Regions from separate parts of the Anser cygnoides genome. Here region 1 is linked to region 2. A link is a contact called in public Hi-C data. All regions are on one chromosome and are shown on one strand. Each heading gives the region's core, a stretch centred on a gene start, on an enhancer-like site or on the middle of the called end of the contact. The rest is flanking DNA. Distances are from core to core; before and after follow the strand shown.

Region 1 (5,181 bases), core at 2,095-4,594, 230 kb before region 2:
AAGTCGTCTGGGCGAGCACTACAGAACAACCTAACAACCAGGCAGGAAGCAAGTCTGCCTCCTCACTTCTTGAAACTCCCCTCTCACTTCTTGAAACTCCCCTCCCACCCAGTTTAAACCCCAAACTAACTTCTTTAATCCACACTGCAACCGTACTCAGCGCCATTTTGCATCATTTGCGGAGGAAAGAGGAAAGCTTTCCCCATTCCAAGCGCGAGTTACAGTTCACAGAAGACTACAGAAACGACTCTTCCCATCAATTCGCAAACTCCACGTCGAGGCCTGTGATTTTCCAGACACCTTTTTAAGTTCTTCTCCCCTCCCATGCGCGCGCCCTCTGAAAAGACCGTGGAGTCCCCACTGCAGAGGGCAGGCGCTGTATGCTGCCAGAGTAGCTGCAAATAAAGGAACACATCTAAGGAGTTCTCACATTTCTTCCAGTCTCTAAAGAGGCCACTTGCATGCAACAGCAGCAAGTCCCGGTGCTAATTTTAACAGGCACCAAGAAGCGCCGAGAAAGGGTCCCAAGGTCTCGACCTGTCAGCACAGCACCGCCCCATTTAGACAGCAACAATGAGCTGCGTGAGCTCACAGCGCAACCCACGGGTCTGCCGCCGACAACGTACCGAAGAAAAGGGTGTTCAAGGGAACGTAACAGCAGCTCTAATCACGTCTGAAAAGGGGAATGGAAAGGAAACGCTCCGAAGCAAAAGCAGCCTTTAACACCGCGCACGTGGGTTCAGCAGAGACGCGACACATCGGACTGACAGCCAGTGCCTTCCATGTCACCCTTCTCTCCCCGCAACAGAGGGCACTCGGCCTGCGAGTTTCTCTCACGCGCTACACTTGCGCTAACTCCAACCTGAGACGTGCAGCGGTCTCACAGCGCGCTGCTTGGCTTCCTAGACTGCGCAGCAAGCCTGCACTCTCATCGCTTGGAAGCCAGCACGAAGCCTCCACATTCATTTCAACAAACTTCTGTAGATAGGAACTATTTCTTATCCACACGTTATCACAGCCGTCTCTCTACGTTTGTACTCCTTAGGTGTATAAAAGCCTGACGGTAGCCTTCTATTCAATCCTGATCCTTCTTTGCTAGCACATAAAGTTCCTCATGGATTTTTCTAGAGATGCATAACCTCGAGGAAACTCTCAGCAACGCTCACCTGAAGTAGCTCCACGTAAATCAGAACCTCCTCTTCCTCGGGTACCTTACTGTCGCCCAGCACACTCGAGAGAGTCCACTTCAGGGGCTTCAGGATGAAGACTCCCACGCCCCAGGAGATCCAGCTGCTGTCCACGCTGGCCATGAAGTCTGACTCCCTCTGCATCTTGCCGCGCCTAGAGAAAAGACAGAGGCAGAACTGAGTACGGTCAGCCTTAATCCCTTCTGCTGGCAGCAAGGAAAAGTGTCAGCATGGAGAACTACTAATCAAAACATCGCTCTACGTGCTGTGCTTCCACAGTTCTAGCAGAGTTTTCTAACAGCTTCTAGCTAAAATGTGACACATTGCTGATGCGTACAAAACGCACAAAGGTTCCCTCTCCTCCCAGGCTTTCTCTGGGCACAAGAAAATTTCTTCCAGTTTCACAAGCTTCTCTGTTTTCTTACTTGCAACTGATGAAGCGTGGAAGGCCACTTGCAAGTTTCAAGACTACTTCATCTGTGCACTAAATCACAAACAAAGAAGTGAAACCTCTAGACGTGACAGCAGTTACGGCACACACGTGCAGATTCAGCTAACCCCCGCTGGTTTGGAACATTTTCAGGCCATCAGTCCCAGGCTACGGTTTCACAAGACAAAACACCTCACTGCAAGCACCAGCCTACAACCATTCCTGCACGCCTGTAGGACAGCACATGCCGTTTGCTGCCGGCTCTCCACAAGCACTGTTTCAGGGAACGTAACCCAACTTAACGCAGAGCTCCTTCCTGCACCCGCGTCTTCCCAGCACAGCATCTCCCTCGGAGCTCCTGCTCTCCCCTACCTCCTGCGAGCCCCAAGGCGCGTCCCTCGTGGGGCACAGCCTCGAGCCTGTGACCCCTGACCCTGCTTTACGTCGCTCAGAGCTCCCTCCTCCCCCCTACACAACACAACCCCCGTTCCCTCGCAGCCTCTCTGCGCTCCCCTCTGCTTTGCAAAGCTGTGGCATGGCACAAAGCTTCCTCGTGCTCACCCCCAGTGCTCAGCACTTGCGGGCATGAGCAGCCCCAAGCCTCGCTTCACATCTCCCTGTGCCCCAGCATTTACCTGGCATCTTGCTGCACTCTCCCTGCTGTGGGTACAGCGGGCAGCTTTCAAGCTCCTCTCCTTCCAACACCAACCTCCTGAAGCAGCCCCGGCCCCCCCATACATCCCCAATACCCCTTTTTCTACGCACCCCACTACAGGCTCCCCACCACAGTGCTAAGCACTCCTCCAGGTGTGAGACCCCCTTTCTGTGCACCCCCATCACGCAGGGCTCCCCTCAAAACTATGCACAGAGACCCCCCCAGACTGCCCTTTAGCCCCTCACTATTCCCTTGAACCCCATAACAGGGACAGGCAGGCTGCCCTACAGCCCCCCGCTGCTCCCTTGTGCCCCATAACAGTGGGGCAGGCTGTCCTACAGCCCCCCAATATTCCCTTAAGCCCCATAACGGGGGAAGCAGGCTGTCCTACAGCCCCACCACTATACCCTTAAGCCCCATAACGGGGGGGCAGGTTGCCCTGCAGCCCCTCACTTTTCCTTTGAGCCCTAAAATTGGGGGGCAGGCTGCCCTACAGCCCCCCACTACTCCCTAGCACCCCATAAAGGGGGGACAGGCTGCCCTACAGCCCCCCACTTATCCCCTAAACCCCATAACAGCTGCGTGCATATCCCAGATCCCCCCCACCCCCTCACAACCCACCTACGCCCCCTCCCCACGCTCCCTGCCCTCCCAACCCCCATCTCCCCCCGCCCCGGACCCCTCTGACCCCACGCCACCCCCGCCGGTACCTGAGCAGCTCCCTCAGCACCGTGCCGAGGCCCAGCGGGACGCTGCCTCGCCTCTCGAAGCCGTGCTGCAGCTCCCTCAGGCAGGTGCGCACCGCACCGCGGCGGCGGCCGCGGGCCAGCACCAGCCCGACCCAGAAGGCCATCTTGCTGTCCCACTCAGTGCTGTTCACCTCGCGGCTCTGCTTGAAGGCCGAGAAGAGGAAAGCCATGCGCTCGTCGTCCGTCTCCCACTCCGGGGGCAGGTCCCCGGCCGGGGCCGGCCCAGGGGGCGCCCTCCCCGGGCTGCACATCTACGCGAGCCCCCGGCTCCGCCGCGGCCTCCGCCCGGCCGGGACCCGCCTGGTTGCTAAGGAAACGCCGGGCGCATGCGCGCTGCCGCTCCGCCCCCCTCCCCTCGCCGCACGACTACAGTCGTACGGGCGTGCGCGTGCGCGGTGCCGCCTGGTGCCCCCTCCCTCTCACAGGGGCATGGCGGCCATGTTGGGGGGGGGGATAGAAGAGGGGGGGTGAGGGAGCGTAGAATCCTAGAATGGGAATCGTGGAATTGTTAAGGTTGGAAAGCGCCAAGATTATCTGGTCCAACCGTCACCCTGCTACCACTGTCACACACTAAACCATGTTCCTAAAGCACCACATACGTTTCCGTGAACGCCCCCAGGGATGGTGACCACCGCCTCCCAGGGCATCCTGTTCCAATGTCTGACCGCTTTTCTGGGGATTCGCCTCAGCTCCTCCAAATGGCACCTTTTGGGGGGCTATTACCCACTAAACCATGTCCCTAAGCACCACGTCCAACCTTTCCTTGAACACCCCCAGGGACGGTGATGCCACCACTTCACTGTGCATCCCGTTCAATGTCTGACCACTTTTTGGGGGATTCATCTCAGCTCCTCCAAATGGCACCTTTGGGGGACTATCGCCCATTAAACCATGTCTCTAAGCACCATGTCCAACCTTTCCTTGAACATCCCCAGAGACGGTGACACCACCACCTCCCTGCACAACCCATTCCAATGCCTAACTGCTTTTGGGGGGATTCACCTCAGCTCCTCCAAATGGCACCTTTGGGGGGCTATTACCCACTAAACCATGTCCCTAAGCACCACATCCAGCCTTTCCTCGAACACCCCCAGGGACGGTGATGCCACCACTTCACTGTGCATCCCGTTCAATGTCTGACCTCTTTTTGGGGGATTCATCTCAGCTCCTCCAAATGGCACCTTTGGGGGACTATCGCCCGTTAAACCATGTCCCTAAGCACCACGTCCAACCTTTCCTTGAACATCCCCAGAGACAGTGACACCACCACCTCCCTGCACAACCCATTCCCATGCCTAAGTGCTTTTGGGGGGATTCACCTCAGCTCCTCCAAATGGCACCTTTGGGGGGCTATCACCCACTAAACCATGTCCCTAAGCACCACGTCCAACCTTTCCTGGAACACCCCCAGGGACAGTGATGCCACCACTTCACTGTGCATCCCATTCAATGTCTGACTGCTTTTCGGGGGATTCACCTCAGCTCCTCCAAATGGCACCTTTGGGGGGCTATCACCCACTAAAGCATGTCCCTACGCACCATGTTCAACCTTTCCTTGAACACCCCCAGAAACAATTACACCACCACCTCCCTATCCAACCCGTTCCAATGCCTGACCACTCTTCGGGGGATTCGCCTCAGCTCCTCCAAATGGCACCCTTGGGGGACTTGGTGTTGTTTTGGGGCTCGCCAGCGTGTCCCAAGCCCTCAGTAACAGCCATGAAGGGTTGTGCTGAGAAAGCTGAGGGTTTGGTGCGTGGTGGCTGACCCAGCACCTCACAGCATCACCCCTAAACCAAGCTGGAACCCGCAGGGCGCTGCGTTGTTGTAGGCAGCCAGTTGTGTGGTCACTGCTTGAAAATTGTGCTGTACGCGTGTAAACCCCCAAAACCGTGCCGGGCTGTGTCAGTGACGCAGCACGCCGCTGCGGTGAGCACAGCCGCCCCAGCACCTGGCCCCTCCGAACGTACAGCTGGTGGTTGGTGGTGGTGCCTGTGAGGTTTAAATGTACAAACAGCACACACAAAGTGCTCCGAGCACAGCCCTGGCGGATGCTTGTAGCACACCACAGCTACCCCAGCCTGACCTTGCTGGGGCTGGTGAGAGGTTTGGTGGCAGCGCCGCTTTGCAGGGACTCGGGTTGCACCTAGCATCAACAGA
Region 2 (5,224 bases), core at 1,017-3,516:
AGGCCAGGCACGTCCACCCTGGGCAGCACCCAAGGGGCTGGCGCGGGGCCCAGCCTTGCCTTCTTGGAAAAGCTTGGCTGGGAGGCGGACGGCGGATCTGGGATTCACGAGGGCGCACCGAAAGAAAAGAAAAAACCAGCTCTGCCCTCCCCGTGCCGGGCCTGGGCTTCGTTGTCCGCCGCCTCCGTGCGCCCACCGGCTGTCCCAGCCCGGTCCCAGACCCCTTTTCCAGTCCTTGGGGTTTTCTGCGAGCAGCGGCGGAGCAACCAGCACCACCAGGCTGTAGGGTCGGGGCTTTCCCTACCCACAGCTTGAAACTTTGACCCCGCTCTGGCAGAGGATTGGGGAAAGGAGCCGTGCGCACCCCCACGGGGATGGGAGCACCCGCGGCGCTGCCAGCATCCGCCACCCACGGGCGCACGCTGCCTCGTGGCTGCCCCTTTGCTGCTCGGGGTGTCCCAGAGCAGGAGGGGGACGTGGCTTGCAGCCCCCGGGGGGGGTTTCTGCACCGAGCGCCCCTTGCACAGCTCCGTGCGGGGCCGCATCCTGCCCCGCGCCGGGCTCCTGCCCTCCTGCCGGTGGCTGGAGCTCGGTCTCCTCCAAAAATCCAGGCCCGAGGCATTTCTGAAGCCTGGCCAAACAATTGTTTCCGAAAATAGGATCGGGACGGGTCTGCCGGGCACGGTCCTGCCCGGGGTGGCGAGGATGAGCCTGGAGGGAGCCTCGGAGGCACGCGGGGTCCCCGTCCCCTGGGGGCCGGCTCCCCGCGCTGCGCCCCTGCCCCGGCACCCACGTTCCCGGGGGTTTTACGGGCTCACTGCCGCTTTGCGAGCTTTGTTCTCCAGGAAAGGCTCTGCCTGGGAGGTTTTGGCCTCCTCCCGCCGAGGCTTAGCCTGGATGCCTTGACTTAACCCCTTCTCCTCCCCGAAACGGGGGGGGGATGAATTCCCCCAGGCTGACGGTGCCCCCCGCGGAGGTACCCCAAAATCCCCCGACTCCTCGGCAAGAGCTGAACGCCCTCCTTCCCTCCCCAAACCCTGCCTCGGGGTGGGTCCCGCGGCTGCCCCCCCCGGGGCTGGGTGCTACCCCGCCGGCACGGGCCACCCGGTGCCACCCGGTGCCACCCACAGGGCTCACGCGTTGGCTCCCATCCCAGCGAGGCAAAGGGCTGCCCCGCTGGCACCACCACATCCCCACCTGGGGACGTGTGCCGCCTCCTTTCCCCGCAGCCGGGCAGGGGGCACGCTCCCCCCGTATCCCACCCCAATTATCCCCCCCAAGGGGGTCTCTCCCATCGCCCCAAACCCGCCCGACCCCGACTTTCCCCCCCCAGCTGCCCAACAAAAGGCAGGGAGAGGCCGGCGACGGCTAGCGGAGGCCCCCCCCCCGGAGCCCCCACCTCTGCTGACCTTCACGGGCGTCCTGGCGGCGCGTGGCCGGGGTTTTCTGCTCGAGCCCCCCCGGGGCGGCAAAAAGGGGCAGCGCCGAGGGTCCCAGCACCCGACCCGTGGGGGATGGGGACGGCCTCTGGGGGGGGCCCCCCCTGAGCCCCCCGAGCCGCCGCACGGGTCGGCGATGCCCGTGGGTAACGGCACGGGGACGGGGTGGGAGCCAGTGGGGTCGGTGGGGTCGGGCAGAGCCCCTCTCCAGCCCCGTTTCCCCTAAATTCACGCCCCAAAGCTTCCCAAAAGCCATCGACCCCGATTGCAAACACCCCCCCCATAAGCGGGAAGGCGACGCCGGGCGCTCCATCACCCGACGCCTCGCTTCCCGACACCCCGCGCGGGGCTGACCCCAAGCCCCCCCCCCCAAAACCAAAAAAAGACCCCCCCAAAAAAAAAACCCCACAAAATCCCACCGGGGGGCTGAGCCCCAAATCCCACGTTTGGGCATCGCGAAAGCGGGCAGCGGCTTTTTTATTTTTGGGGGGGGGGGGGGTTGAGGTGAGCAGCTTCGTGGTGGGCACGGCTGCGCGAAGCCTGACCGGGTGCTGGTCCCTGCATCCCCACCCCAATCCCAATCCCGTCCTAATCCCACCCCGATCCCATCCCATCCCAGTCCCAATCCCAATCCCAATCCCAGCTCCTATCCCCATTCTCCCAGTCCCATCCCAGTTCCCGCCCCACTCCCATCCCATCCCGGTTCCAATCCCAATCCCAATCCCCAATCCCAATCCCAAGCCCCAATTCCCCATCCCCATGCCCCCATCCCTACCTCCTCCTCCTCCTCCTCCTCCTCTTCCTCCCCCCCCGCCCCGCACGGCGCATGCTCTGCCGGCGGCACGGGGAGCGCCCCCATTGGCCGGCGGCACCTCAAGCCCCGCCCCTTGCCCCGCCCCCTGCCCCCCCCCCGTCCCGTTCCCCCCCCCCCCCCAGCACCGCGCTGCCGCCGTGGCACCGGGAGGGGGGGGGGGGGGGGGCGCGGAGCATCCCCCGGCCCCGTAACCCCGCGGAGCCCGTGCAGACCCCCCCCCCGGGAACCCCCCCCCAAAGGGGCAGGGCACCCCAATGACCCCCCCAAAAAGGGGCAGGGCACCCCATTGACCCCCCCCCAAAAGGGGCAGGGCACCCCAATGACCCCCCCAAAAGGGGCAGGGCACCCCATTGACCCCCCCCCAAAAAGGGGCAGGGTACCCCCAGACCCCAATAAACATCCCCCGGGGGCATGGGGCACCCCATTGACCCCCCCAAAAGGGGCGGGGCACCCCCTGACCCCCCCTAAATATCCCCTGGGGGCATGGGGTACCTCACTGACCCCCCCAAAAGGGGCAGGGCACCCCAATGACCCCCCCAAAAAGGGGCAGGACGCCCCCCAAACCCCAATAAACATCCCCCGGCGGCATGGAGCACCCCAATGACCCCCCCAAAAGGGGCAGGGTACCCCCAGACCCCAATAAACATCCCCTGGGGGCATGGGGCACCCCACTGACCCCCCCAAAAGGGGCGGGGCACCCCCTGACCCCCCCCTAAATATCCCTCGGGGGCACGGGGTACCCCACTGACCCCCCCAAAAGGGGCAGGGTGCCCCCCAGACTTCCTTAAGCAGCCCCTGGGGCATGGGGCACCCTAATGACCCCCCCCCAAAAAGGGGCAGGACGCCCCCCAAACCCCAATAAACATCCCCTGGGGGCATGGGGCACCCCAATGCCCCCCCCCCCAGAAGGGATAGGGCGTCCCCCAGACCCCCCTAAGCAGCCCCAAGAGCACAGGTCACCCCATTGACACCCCCCCCAAAAAGGGCAGGGTACCCCCAGACCCCCCTAAGCATCCCCTGGGGACATGGGGCACCCCAATGACCCCCCCCAAAAGGGGCAGGGCGCCCCCAGACCCCAATAAACATCCCCTGGGGACATGGGGTACCCCACTGAGCCCCCCCAGAAGGGGCAGGGCACCCCCAGACCCCCCCTAAGCATCCCCTGGGGACATGGGGCACCCCAATGATCCCCCCCAAAAGGGGCAGGGCACCCCCAGGCCCCCCTAAACATCCCCTGGGGACATGGGGTACCCCACTGAGCCCCCCCAGAAGGGGCAGGACACCCCCAGACCCCCCCTAAGCATCCCCCGGGGGCATGGGGCACCCCAATGACCCCCCCCAAAAGGGGCAGGGTACACCCCAGACCCCCCCTAAATATCCCCTGGGGGGGCATGGGGTACCTCACTGCCCCCCCCAAAAGGGGCAGGGTGCCCCCCAGACTTCCTTAAGCAGCCCCTGGGGCATGGGGCACCCCAATGCCCCCCCCAAAAAAGGGGCAGGGGACGGGGGCACCGAAGCGGGCCGCGGCCCCTTGTACCCCCCCCCCCCCCCTTTCCTCCCCCAGCCAGAACAAGCGAGCCTTTCAGCTCCCAGCACTAATTAACACCGCTTCATTAAAAGCCGGCGGGTTATAATATAAGGCCGGGAGGGAGCGGGGCTGGGCTGGGGGGCAGCGCCCCATTACAGCTGCGCCCCCCCCCACCATAGGGAGACGGGGGGGGGGTCCCCACGCACCCACTCCCCCCCCCCATGCGCCCCGCCACGCACCCGCTGCCGCCTGCCTGGGCTGCCAAAGTCCATCAAGGAGGATAAATCATTAACGAAGCGGAAAAATACGGGGCAGGACCCGAGGGGGGGGGACAACACCGGCCCCTGCCCCCCCCCCAACCAGAGGGTGGCCCCCACCGGGCACCACCAGCGGCGCGGCGGCACCCGCAGCCTAAATATTTGCTCAAAGGGCTTTGGAAAGGGCTGGATAAGGAATAAACCCCGCCGCCCCCACGGCAAACAAGCGGCCCCCCCGGGGTGCTGGCGCGGTCCCCAAATCAGTGGTTTTGTCCCCAAAGTGGTGGCTTTATCCCCAAAGTCCCCTGGCCAGGAGGAGGGCAGGGACCCCCCCCCCCCAGGTGCCCCCCCCTCCGTGCCACCCCGTCCCGACACCGACACCGAGGTGCTGCCGGGAACAGCTTTTATTGAAGCGAAGGGAAACCTGCGATTACAGCCAAAAAAAAGGAAAAATAAATAGCTTTTTTTTCTTTTTTTTTTTCTCTTTTTTTTTCCAACTCTGAACGAAGGCCGGCGAGGGAGGGGGGGGAGGGAGGCTGCCGCCTGCTCTCATCCTGCCCCTGTTTGCTCAATGGGGGGGGGGGGGGGCAGGCAGGATGGGGTTGAAATCCAGGGGGGGGTCTTGGGGGGGTCCCCAAGAGCTCCGGGCTCAAAGGGCTCCCGTTTATCTCCTGCCACGGGAACGGAGCGGCCGAAATAGGGGAAACTCTCCAATTTAGGGTTCGGGCTCTCCTAGGAGCCTGGCGGCCGAAAGGGTACAAAAAATAAATAAAATAAATTAAATAAATAAATAAATAAATAAAGGGGCTCGTTAAGCAGCCGAGCTGCAACTGGAGTTGTTAAATGGGAGCAAAAAAAAAAAAAAGGGAAAAAAATGAAGGAAAAGGGAAAAAAAAGGAAAAAAAGGAAAAAAAGGGAAAAAAATGAAAAAAAGGGAAAAAAATAAAAGGAACCCAGCAGCTGCCTCGGGGGGCACGCGCAGGAGCCGAGGGAAATGAAGGGCAGCGGGGATGCGCTGGTGCCCAGCGCCCAACTGGGCGGGGGGTGGCTCGTCCCAGTGCTCCCCAGCGAGGCTGGAGGCAGAGCGGAGGCTGGGGCCTCCCCGGAGGCAGCCGGGCCTCAGCACCCGAGCAAAACAACCCCGGGGCCTCTCCGTGGCCAAAAACACCCCTTTTCTCCCCAAACC

The links. A called contact is a pair of places that touch in the nucleus more often than the background predicts.
Region 1: a Hi-C map of liver shows a contact between it and region 2, with 2.0 times the contacts expected there. The contact joins the promoter of CHMP7 here to the promoter of SLC39A14 in region 2. A contact is called at or near these places in 2 of 7 Hi-C or Micro-C datasets (both in liver).

The regions. Positions count from the first base shown.
Region 1 is chr26:2,456,257-2,461,437 of Taihu_goose_T2T_genome, reverse strand. It overlaps CHMP7 (charged multivesicular body protein 7), which reads right to left and starts at 3,344. Exons shown (of 10, transcript XM_048045779.2): 1 at 2,983-3,344; 2 at 1,167-1,341. The coding sequence starts at 3,272.
Region 2 is chr26:2,227,256-2,232,479 of Taihu_goose_T2T_genome, reverse strand. SLC39A14 (solute carrier family 39 member 14) reads right to left here and starts at 2,266. Exons shown (of 10, transcript XM_066983427.1): 1 at 2,215-2,266.